Linked DNA regions of Gossypium arboreum: region 2 is linked to region 1. A link is a contact called in public Hi-C data. All regions are on one chromosome and are shown on one strand. Each heading gives the region's core, a stretch centred on a gene start, on an enhancer-like site or on the middle of the called end of the contact. The rest is flanking DNA. Distances are from core to core; before and after follow the strand shown.

What was found. Hi-C and Micro-C count contacts between places; a contact is called where the count stands out from the background.
Region 2: a contact with region 1 is called in a Hi-C map of leaf, with 5 times the contacts expected there. The contact joins the enhancer-like site here to the promoter of LOC108462900 in region 1. A contact is called at or near these places in 4 of 5 Hi-C or Micro-C datasets (all in leaf).

The regions. Positions count from the first base shown.
Region 1 is chr13:101,968,180-101,973,757 of ASM2569848v2, reverse strand. It overlaps LOC108462900 (22.0 kDa class IV heat shock protein-like), which reads right to left and starts at 2,821. Exons shown (of 1, transcript XM_017762812.2): 1 at 1,939-2,821. The coding sequence starts at 2,593. The coding sequence ends at 2,039.
Region 2 is chr13:102,066,858-102,072,435 of ASM2569848v2, reverse strand. It overlaps LOC108463850 (DEAD-box ATP-dependent RNA helicase FANCM), which reads left to right. Exons shown (of 23, transcript XM_053024209.1): 22 at 1-18; 23 at 474-1,273. The coding sequence ends at 1,062. Among protein-coding and RNA genes, the nearest start is that of LOC108463850, 15 kb to the left of the region's middle. Within about 2 kb of position 2,700, at least 2 of the 2 cell types and tissues checked have an H3K27ac peak or open chromatin away from gene starts, as enhancers often do. A contact at or near this core is called in leaf, where this site is marked.

The sequences.
Region 1 (5,578 bases), core at 1,572-4,071:
CACTAAATCATTTATAACTGGAGCTACGAAACTCCAAATCAAGTTCCGTTAATTTTCCCTGAAAATAGACTCATATATCTTCTATCCATAAAATTTTCAGAATTTTTGGTTTATCCAATCAATACCAGATTTTTCTCAAAGTTTCCCATGTTTCACTGTTTGACTAATCTGACCACTCTTCATTACGAATCAAATTTCTCATTGTACAGAATTCAAAATATGTTCTTGTTTATTTCATTAGAAACTAGACTCAATAAGCTTTAATTACATAATTTATTCAGCTTCTAATTCATCTCCCACAATTTATGGTGATTTTCCAAAGTCACGTTACTGCTGCTGTCCCAAGCAGATTTATTACCAAATCACTCTTTCACACCTAACTTGCATGCATGTTATTTAAACATGTATATCACCAATCAATCATCACATATCTATGATTTTACTTAAGTATAATCTCGATTTCATCATTTTAAAGCACAACATGTTAGCCGATTTTTCCTTTAGCATCTAAGGCACATGCATGTTCATTTGTTTGGCTCAACTTCACCTATCTTCCATTTTTCATCAAAAGAACATGAAACAACAACCATTTCCTTCATTTTAATTCATGACTAAATGCTCACAACACAACTAAAAATCAAAATATACTTCAAGAGTTAAGGTAGAATCAAGAAGAACTCATGAACCTCAAAATAGAAGCAAGGTACCAAGAACTTACCTTCAATTTTCCTCCTCCTAATGACCGAATACTCAAGAGCTTTCTCCTCTCCTTTCTCTTCTCTAACTTTCAGCTATGATGAACAAAGATGGACAAAACTTTGTTCTTTTCACCCTTTTCTTTTAATAAAACTTCATATTTCATCCATTTAATTCTTTAATACAAAAGACATGAAATTCTTATCATGAAACATTTACCTAACCCATTATCATGAAACATTTACCTAACCCATTATCATGGAACATTTACCTAACCTATTATCATGAAACATTTACCTAACCAATTATCATGGAACATTTACCTAACCTATTATCAATTTGTATCAATTTGTACCATAAATTATGGATATCAAGTGTACATTTTGTCTACAACATGATGGTTGGCCACTTCATGTAAAATGAGAGGTTTATCATGCAAATCCTCCTATTTTGCACTCCTATTTATTTGGCCACTTCAATTTAGCCTATAGCATTTTCAAACATTTTCACATAGGTCCTATTTCATAATTTCACTCACAAATGACAAAATCAAAGCATGAAATTTTGTCAACATTCACAGAATTCCCGAAAATTGGGGCGTTACATTTTGAATTGTAATTGTTTTGTTTGGATAAATAATTCTATAAGAATGTAAATTATTGAAATTTTATAAATTTAAAAATAATATTAAAAAAAATAGCATAATATAGATTTATTAAATTTGTAAAAAATATAATTATATTTAATAAAATAAAATAAAAATATATATTATAATAAATAAAATTAATTTTGAAATTTACATTCTTTTTTATAATGAAATCGTATGCTTTAAATAAATTAAAATTATGAGAAATTACAAAAAACATTTTGAATAAAATTTGAAAAAAATAAGCTACTCAAATCTCTTTAATTCCTCACAAATTTTAAAATTCTCCATTATATTTATCTAAATAAATAAATACATTTTTACAATTTTAAAATTTAAATATAAATAAAATTTATTTTCTAAACTTCTTATCCAAACACAGTTAATATTATATTATATACAATATATAAATTATTCTGACTCTGTGTAGCATATCGAGGTTGAAATATCTTTAAACACACTTAACAAAACAAACGATCAGAGAGAGAGGCAGACAAAGATGATTAGTTAGGAAAACATAATACCATCGTGAAAATCAAATTTTAGATACATCAATATCTTACCTCGCGTTACGTTACATTATAATTTTGATAACATTTTTATTCAATTCTAGTAATTATTTTCTCATATATATTCAAATACATAAACAGGCTGGAAAAAGCTTTGAAAGCCATGAAAAACAATTCAAGGATGGATCTAAAGCTCCTGCTTGGCATCGTTACCCTGGAGCTTGGGTGCTTCATTAGCCTCTCCTCCAGCAATGTCGACAACCCTCGGACCCTTAATCTTATCGGGAGACAACTTGGTCAATGACAAAGTAAGCACCCCATCTTCAAGCTTAGCCTTCACAGTGTCCAAGTCCACGTTCTCAGGCAGCCTAAATTGTCTCCAAAACTTGCCATAGGAGCGTTCCACCCTGTGCCAATGGTCGCCCTTCTTCTCTTCCTCTCTCTTCCTTTCCCCGCTCACCCTCAGCACACGGTTCTCTTCCACTTCGATCTTCAGCTCTTCCTTCTTCAACCCTGGCACATCCAACATTATCGTATGCCCCTCCGCTGTTTCCTTCCAGTCCACCCTGGCTGGCGACAGTGCCAAGCTCTCGTCCCTCTCCAGGGTAAGTGGGATTTGCTCTAACACTCGGAACGGATCAGGCAATAACAGACTGCCACTGCCTGGATCCATGAATGGCAGCAAACTCGATCCATTGCATAGGCCAACACAACACGCCACGAGCAACAGCAAGAGCCTCATTGTGTATATACGCTGAGTGAGAGTGAACTTTCTTGAATTGGAAGTCTGGAGCTAGCGACTTAAAGGGAATGCTACTTCAATGTTAAATTCTATTGCCATCGTAAGAAGATTTGAGGGGATATTTATATGTGGATAAAAGTAGTGAAATTCTCGAAATTTCTGATGATGTGATTAATTTGTAGAGAAATTGGGAAGATTCTAGCGATAACCAAACTCAGCAGCACAGTGCAAATCGAAAAGAGAGCAGCCGATAGGCCGAGCAGGAGGTGGATGCATCGTCCAGGTTCTAGAGTCTTTCATGTACTCTAATTACTTTTGTCTATTGGATCTATTCCAAGTTTCCTCCACGGCCCTAGTCCAATCGGATTTAATATTTCTTTTGTTTGTATTTTTATATTATATGGTTTTAGCAAAAAGATTTAGCCCTTCCTTTTGGATTGGAGGGAAGATAGGTCCCAAGTTTGGATTATCATAAGGCAAGCTTTCCGTGGGCTTAGCAATAAAACTAGTTTGGATCAACATTGAAGGCCTTAGGCTTTCCGGGACTAATTGCCTGCTATTCATTTGAAGGCAAGGTGAGCACAAGCCTAAGAACTACTTACTAAAACCTGCAATACTGGCTTTTGCTTGACGTCTTTATTATTTCTATAAATGATCATATATGGATATTAGAACATTTTGATAAACAGTGCTTTGTTGTTAAGAGTTTCGACGACATGTTGGAAAGACTGCAAGGAACACATAAATCAGTCATGGACCATGGTGTCCTTTGCAATGCTTTAGCCAAAGCCTGGTTGCACCACATCAATAATGGCTTTCCCAAGAATTATTCAGCGGTTTCATATTTGTGTAAACTGTAAAGTTCAAAAATTTAAGAATGAGTTTCATTTTAAAGTTCAATTTAATGTAAATAATACATCTTTTTTGCTTGATAGTTCCAACTTAAGTTCAACCAAATAAACATAGTTGTAAGAAACAAAAAAAACAATACAGTTCCATGAAAAGATTAACATGTTTTTGGCTTAGTAGTAAAATGTCATGTCGAGACAGCAGCATGAAACATTGACAGACATTGTGAATAGTTACTACCCTAAGTCGTCATTTCTTCTCACTTTGTAATTGACGATGAGATATCTAAAGATTTGTTTGTTGCCTCCCATATTTTTTTTTTCACATGTTCACCTGACAAACTCACTTTTTCGTGTTTCCTTTACTGCTTTTGGATCCTCTCTTTACAATAAGATTTTTAATTAAAAAAATATTTTCAAAAGAAAATAACAGCAAATTTTCCAATGCCTACAGGGATTATAACACTCCAAGTAGGTTATCTCTAGTTATGCTTCTTGCAATCTAATCTGTCACACAATCAATTACATTTCCCAAACAAGTAACTAAAATGGACAAAGGAACAATAAGAAATAATAGATAAAATGTCATCCGCAGCAACTTTAATCCCCCAGGGGGATTTGTAAGGGTCTGTGAGGGTCTTAATTACAACATTATTATCCGACTCAAATATCACATTTCTCCAGCAGCAACTCATTGTCAAATTGGCACTAAGCCTTAAAGCTATGGCTTCAAACACTTGTGCTTGGTACCTTCTATAATCTTTCAGGTGTGGTATACCTACAGTTTTTTTCATTTGTTTTAGTAGCAGCATCACTATTAATGTTGATTGTGTTCATACGTTAGTTCAATATAACTATGAACAACAGGGGACAAAAAGGAAAAATGAGAAGTAGATTACAAGTGCAAGAGATAATTTAGGATAAATTATAATTTTTGAAATTATTATTTATTTATATCTAAAAATTAAATTAAATAATTATTTTTGTCTAATTTTATTTGAATAATTACATATGTTTACATATAAAATCTAGGACAGTATAATCGTCATGATTTTAACGAAATTAGAACTGAGTTGTATAAATTAATCAATTATTTCTTGAAAAATATTTTATTATTATATTAATTAAATATATAAGTTGACTTTTATTTAAATCAAGAGAGATAAACTCATATAATTAAACCGACTCAACTAGCCTATTATAACTTGTGTGTTATGGCACTTATTCGACTTGGATGTTAACTTTAACATAAGAAATTCCTAATGGAATTTGAGCTCCTCTTATTTAATTAATAAATGTGATTAGAATAAAAGTTAAGTTCTTCCAAATATCCTTCTGTTAAAATTGAGTGACCTAAATCCTTATTTAAATAAAATATAGTGGTAAAATAAAATAAAAGGAAAATTTATATAGAATTACACTTCTTTTATTTTATTTTAGAATAAGGTTTTTAAACCTTATTATCTATTTGATATTGACTAGAATAAGGTGTTTCAATCTTATTACACTACTATTAGAATATGGTTTTACAAGTCTATAAATAGACATAGCCTACTCCTTTTGTAATCATTCGATTTCGATATAGTGAATTATCTTCTCCTCTGCCCGTGGTTTTTTCCTGAAAGGGTTTCCACGTAAAATCTGTGTGTTCTTTATTTTTCTTTCTCTTTTCTTTGCGATACATTGTCATTATAGACGTTCTATTTTTCACAAATTGGTATCCGAGCTTCCGGGTTGTTCATCTCAATCACGATAATGACGTCTTTGAAGTATGGAATTCAGTTGTTGGATCGCAACACCAGCTTCGCGTTGTGATAGATAAAGATGCAGGAATTTCTTGCACAGATGAATTTAGAGGATGCCCTACTAGGGATAAATAAGATGCCTTCGACATTGACGGAGGAAGAGAAGAGGCATAAAGATCGAAAGGCGTTAACACAGTTACATGTGCATTTGTCTAACAAAATTTTGTAAGATGTAATGAAGAAGAAAATCGCTACTGCATTATGGAAGAGGCTGGAACAAATATGTATGTCGAAAACTCTAAACAGTAAGTTGCATATGAAGCAACGTCTTTATGCTCATTGTTTGGAGGAAGGTGTGTCTGTACACAAACACTTAACAGTGTTAAAAGAAA
Region 2 (5,578 bases), core at 1,451-3,950, 99 kb before region 1:
TATGATGGCAGTTTACAGGTTGCTCACATTTTCCTTCTAGTTATTTCTGCAATCATCTTAAACTCCCCATCAGGTTGCTACAGTCAGATGAAGGCCTAAATCTGTATCTTTTATACATTATTAGAGAAAATTATTAGCTATATGAACTGAAATGAGATAATAGAAACTGGCATTAGATCCGAATAGATGTAGAAAACAAGCCACCAATATTGTTTAAAGTTGACACCAGGTTGAAGGTGATTTCTTTAGTTTTTTCTTCAAACAAATATTATGATTTTCTTTCCTACTCTACATTGTTAGCTAGTTTCCCAATCACGAATCCAGTATTTATTTTCACTTGTAAGAACATTACAAATCTATCCATAAATTTGTAATACCCTTTAAAAGGTCATCTCCTTTTATTCCTCTTGTATTCATTGTTTGGGTTTTTGCCAAGGTCAGGCCTTAATGAACTAATTACTCTGTTATTGTAGGCGTTCTTTGCTAACCCAATCACCAATGGTGGAGCAAATGACTTGTTCTGCTTTCAGTCCTGACTGCGTAGCTTCCACAAGCAAAGATCCCGGAAGTGGGTGTTCGTCAGACAAGACATTGTATTCTCTCCTGTTACCTCAGCCCGAGTCCATAAATCAGACTGCAGCAAAGAATATGGAAGAGAGGATCTCCTCAGTATCCATGCCGCGCAGATCTTATGATTCAGAAGTAGAAAATCAGACTCTGCAAAGCAGAAAGCGAAAGTTGAGTTTCTTCCAGTTGGAGTCTATTCCTGCAATTAACTTGGAGCAAGAATTCCAATCTGAGGTTGGAGGCAAAGAGTTAAGTAATGCTTCTCAGCTGCCTCAAGTGAACAATGTCACTGGGAATGATAATGACTTTGATGATTATGATGATGATGATCAATTTTATGCAAGTCTAGATCTTGATGCCGTGGAGGCGCAAGCCACCATGCTTCTCAAGAACAAGTCCAAGCCATCAATGGAGAAGCAAGAGATAAATGCTCAACCAAACCTGCAGAATGGTGGGCATCAAGGTTCTCCATCATTTGATCTAGGGATATGGTAATTGAACCAAAATATTTAACCAGTTAATTTGTATGATAATATTATATTTTGGTTCAGGAATAATATTGGAAGCTGAGGTGGAATGTTTGTGCTAAGTGTAAACAATGTAATCTTTTGTATTATAGTTTGTACAGAGTTCTATATTTGTTCAATGGGGACAAGGAATGTATTTATTATGTATAGATAATGATATATATGGCCTTTGTATTAAATTTGTTCCACAAAGAAACTAATTAGAACCAATAATAACATGATTTATTTGCGATACAATGTTAACTTTATCATCAAATGAATTAAATTTGAACTATTTTTTCTAGCTATGGGTAAAATGGTTTCCATTTTATTCTAGCTTTGCGTTAAATGGTTTCCATTTAAAAAACAAGAAAAAAACAAGTTTCTCGGGGAACGTCAATATGGAATATAAATCTAGAGTGAAATAAAATTGTTTTTGGAATAGGAAAATTTGTTATAAGCTAGAAAGAAAAACAAATCGGGAAAAAAAGGTTTAGCTTTACATAATTCTAATTTAAAACTAATCAGAAGTCTCTTGAAAGTAGTTTAAAACAAGTAAAAATCAACGGAGCAAATGGATGCAATTGAGAAGTTTTAAAAATAAACACAGAATAAAAACAAGAATAAATAAAACAACTTGTGGATGAATCCAAGTTTGAGTGTAAAAGTAGATAGGGGAGTAATGGTAATGGAGGGTTCTCGAAGAGAAGGCTGATTGATTCAAGCGAAGCGAGTGGCGTCTTCAATCTTGTAGAGAAATGCAAAGAAGATGGGCTCTTGGACTTGTTTATTAAACTCTTTGAAGTTGTCTTTTAAATTTGGATTTCATTTCTTGGTTTGCTTATTTTAATTAATCTTATGGCTGCCCAATTCAATTTATTGGCTTGTTTTCTTTCAATCGGGTAGCTTTAATTTCAAGTGTTAATCTTGTGATAATATTGGTTCTTAACTCTTTATAATGAGTAGGTCATTATTCTAATTTGTTTCCAAGGATAATAGATATCCTCACATTGGTGCTGGGTTCCATGTCAAATTCATGAGGTTCCCCTTAGCTTCACATGTCAAGTAGTTTTTAAATTCACTTATTGAATTATTATCCTTCAAAGGTAAGACATAATCACAACCTTAGCCCGAATCTTTTCAATATTAATATATAATACTACCTACTTAAATATGTTATACCTGTATGAAAATAATTTGAAAGACATCTCAAAGCAACCTCCAAATCTCTAACATATCCTTTGCTAAAACCAACACCAATTCTTCTATCACTTCCCAATACAAACTCCTCAAAACAAACCTACCTATTGGACACATTAGATCAACTCGAACACCCTTTAATTTGATTCACTGCCACCTTACCATTAGGACCTAAATGATGGGGTCTTTACTCAATAGGATCCACATTATACCCTCTTTCTATTTCATTATAAAATCTTCTCCTTTCCTCTCTGTCGAAGCCCAATTTTATTTGGGCCCAAAATTAAATAAAAAATAAAATTAAAAACAATAAAATCCATTAAGTTCAAAGTTCAATTACAATGCTAGCCCAAATTTAAAATTCACTACCTAAACAACAAACCCAATAACCCAAAGCCCAACAAGCCCATAACCCAAAGCCCAACAAGCCCATAACCTAAACTATTTTCAGAAACCTTAAAACCTTAAGTCCTCTTTTGCGCCGCTCCTTGCCATGTCAACATGCTCGCGCCCCGAGGTTTGCCACTGTCAACTGCCTCTGCCACCGTCACCGTCAACCACGACCTTCAAAAAAAGAACAAACATACAAAAGAAACAGTAGAACGAACAGTAAAAATGAATAGTGTAACATATGGTTATAAAAGCCATAACCAGATTGTAATATTTTTTACGGACGAAAATATACAAAAAAAAAGTGTTAAAAAGAAGAACAAAAGTGACTTTTTTCTTTCTTGTTCTGTTTTATTTCAAAAAAAAAAATAATAAATAGAAGTAAAAATAGTTCTTCACCTGAGTCCTTTCATATACCCGTTGTCGGAACCCTTTTTCAGCGTCAAAATTAGCAAGGCAGGGGGTTAAAGATTTCTTTTTTTTTTTTTTTGTGTGTGAACCGAAGGTTTAGCCCTCAGATTGGGTCGAGAGAAGGCTGAAAAAGGCTTTTTCTTTTCTCTCCGGCCATCGAAGGCGACGGACGCCGTTGCCGATGATCGGTGGCCACGACGGACTCACGGCGACTCGATAGTCAGATTCTGGGCTGTGCCTAGATAGAAAACAGAGAAAAAGGAGATTTAAAAAAAAAATGCTGTTGGAAATGAAATTTTTTTCTGATTCTTTACTTTTATAAGACGTTGATACGACGTTATTTTGGCTTGACTTCAGAAGCCCCAAAATCGCGTCGTTTTGAAGTCAACTCCAAAATAGATTCGACCCGCCTTAAGATCCGCGTGTTTCTTAAAAATGGTCTATTTGCGCCTTTGGTCCTTTCGCTTTTGCGGCTTGTTTTAATTTAGTCCTATTTCATTTTTTTATTTTTTCTATTTTTCCATTTGATTTCTTTTTATTTTCATTTTGGCCCATGGACCATTTTAAGACTCGGATGCCCTAAACGATGTCCTTTCAATCGACCCAATTGCACGACCTGAACTGCCCTAAGATCCACGTGTTTCTTAAGGGGGATATTTGCGATTTTAGTCCTTCCGCCTTTTGAGTTATTTTAATTATAATTCCACTATATTTCTTTTTAGAAATTATACCATTTAATTTTTTGCTTGTTTCAATTTAGTCTTCAGATTGTTGACCCTCAAGAGAATGACGCGTGTCCCAAGGGTTTGGGATAATTGCCCGTTTGGTCCCTGGTTATTTTCATGCATTTTATTTTGGTCCTTTATTGATTAATTTATTTATTTTACAATTTGTACCTTTAATTTCACTAAAATTTTAATTCAGTCCTAGCCTATATAATTTTAGTCCTTGGTGAACTTTTATTTATTATTTATTATTTTTCTACCTTTTATTTTTTTACCTTTTTAAATGTTTAGAATTTATATTATTTATTTTTCCTTTTATGTACTTTGATATTTTATTATCATTATCATTATTATTATATTTTATTATGCATATTAGTATTATGATTTATTATTATTATTACACTTTTATATTTTATTATGCGTATTATTATTAGGCCATTATTACTACAAATTGATGTTGCATTGTCATTTACTAGCACGACATTTTTATTTCCCGTATATTGTCATTCTATTTTTTATACTTCCATTTGATTTTATTATTTTTTCAACCATGCCACGAATCGTGTTCAAATACATTTACCTGTTTTTATACTATGCCCGAATAAGCTAAATACACATTACTTTAAATCTTACGTTCGTGTTTGTACGATGCATAAAAAAGGAATATTTTTTTAAATCAAGGTAATGTTCATTATTTTGGAATTAGAAAAGTCGTGTTCCTAACTTATAGAATATGACTTTTTTCTAAAACCAAGATAGTCGAATATCTACTTTAAAATAAATAAAAAAATGATATTTAAGTAACGGATCAATTGGCGTTTATTCTCGTTTTCAAGGATTTAAGGCATTGTGTCTTAACTTATGGGACATGATCCTTTCTTCTCGATTAACCTGAAATAAGCCCCTTTTGCAGAAATTACTTTAGTTAGGTAATGCCTTAATACCCAAAGGGATCGTGTTTTAAACTCTTTTTAAATTTTCAATTCTCGACACTAAGACATCAATTAATCAACTAGGTACCGTTTTTAGACGTTACAAGGGTGCTAATCCTTTCTCGTACGTAATTGACTCCCAAACCTATTTCCTTAATTTTGTAGACCAAAAAGTATCATTTTAATAAGTATAACATTTTGTTAAAATAAGCTTTGAGGTGATCCAATCACACCTAAATAAAAAGGATTGGTGGTGACTCCCATTTTCATTTTAAAATAAATTGTTGATTTCAAAAAAAAGGTTTCGATAGCTTGGTGACTCCACTGGGGACAAAATAAGACAGTCAAGTCGTGAGTTGATTACTTTTGGTCTTTTTGTTGAAAATCGATAATTTGATTTAAAGTTACGATCCCTTTCATTTTTGTGCTAAATCAAGTCTTTATTATTTTGTTACATAATGATATGTTTGCTTTATTGGTTCGAGTCTCTTGGTATATTTCCGCATATCGCATTGCATAATCGTTCAATTTTTCCCTTCTTAAGTGAGAGTGAAAGCTATTCCTTCGTGAGGTTTTCACCTCCGCAAAGGATAGTGGATCGTATTCGAGATACATCCGTACCTATGTCTTTGTGAGGCTTTTATCTTCATATAACTATAGGGAAATGTATTCCCCTGAACCGAACTCAGCCCGTATGAGCCTATAATGGTTGAGGATTAGAATCTATTGGTTCATGCACCCTTACTTTAGAACCGAACCATATATAATGAGCCCTAGGAGCCTAGAACCATATCGAACCACTAGTGGTCACCCGATTAGGTGTTCTATTTATTATTTATTGCTTTGA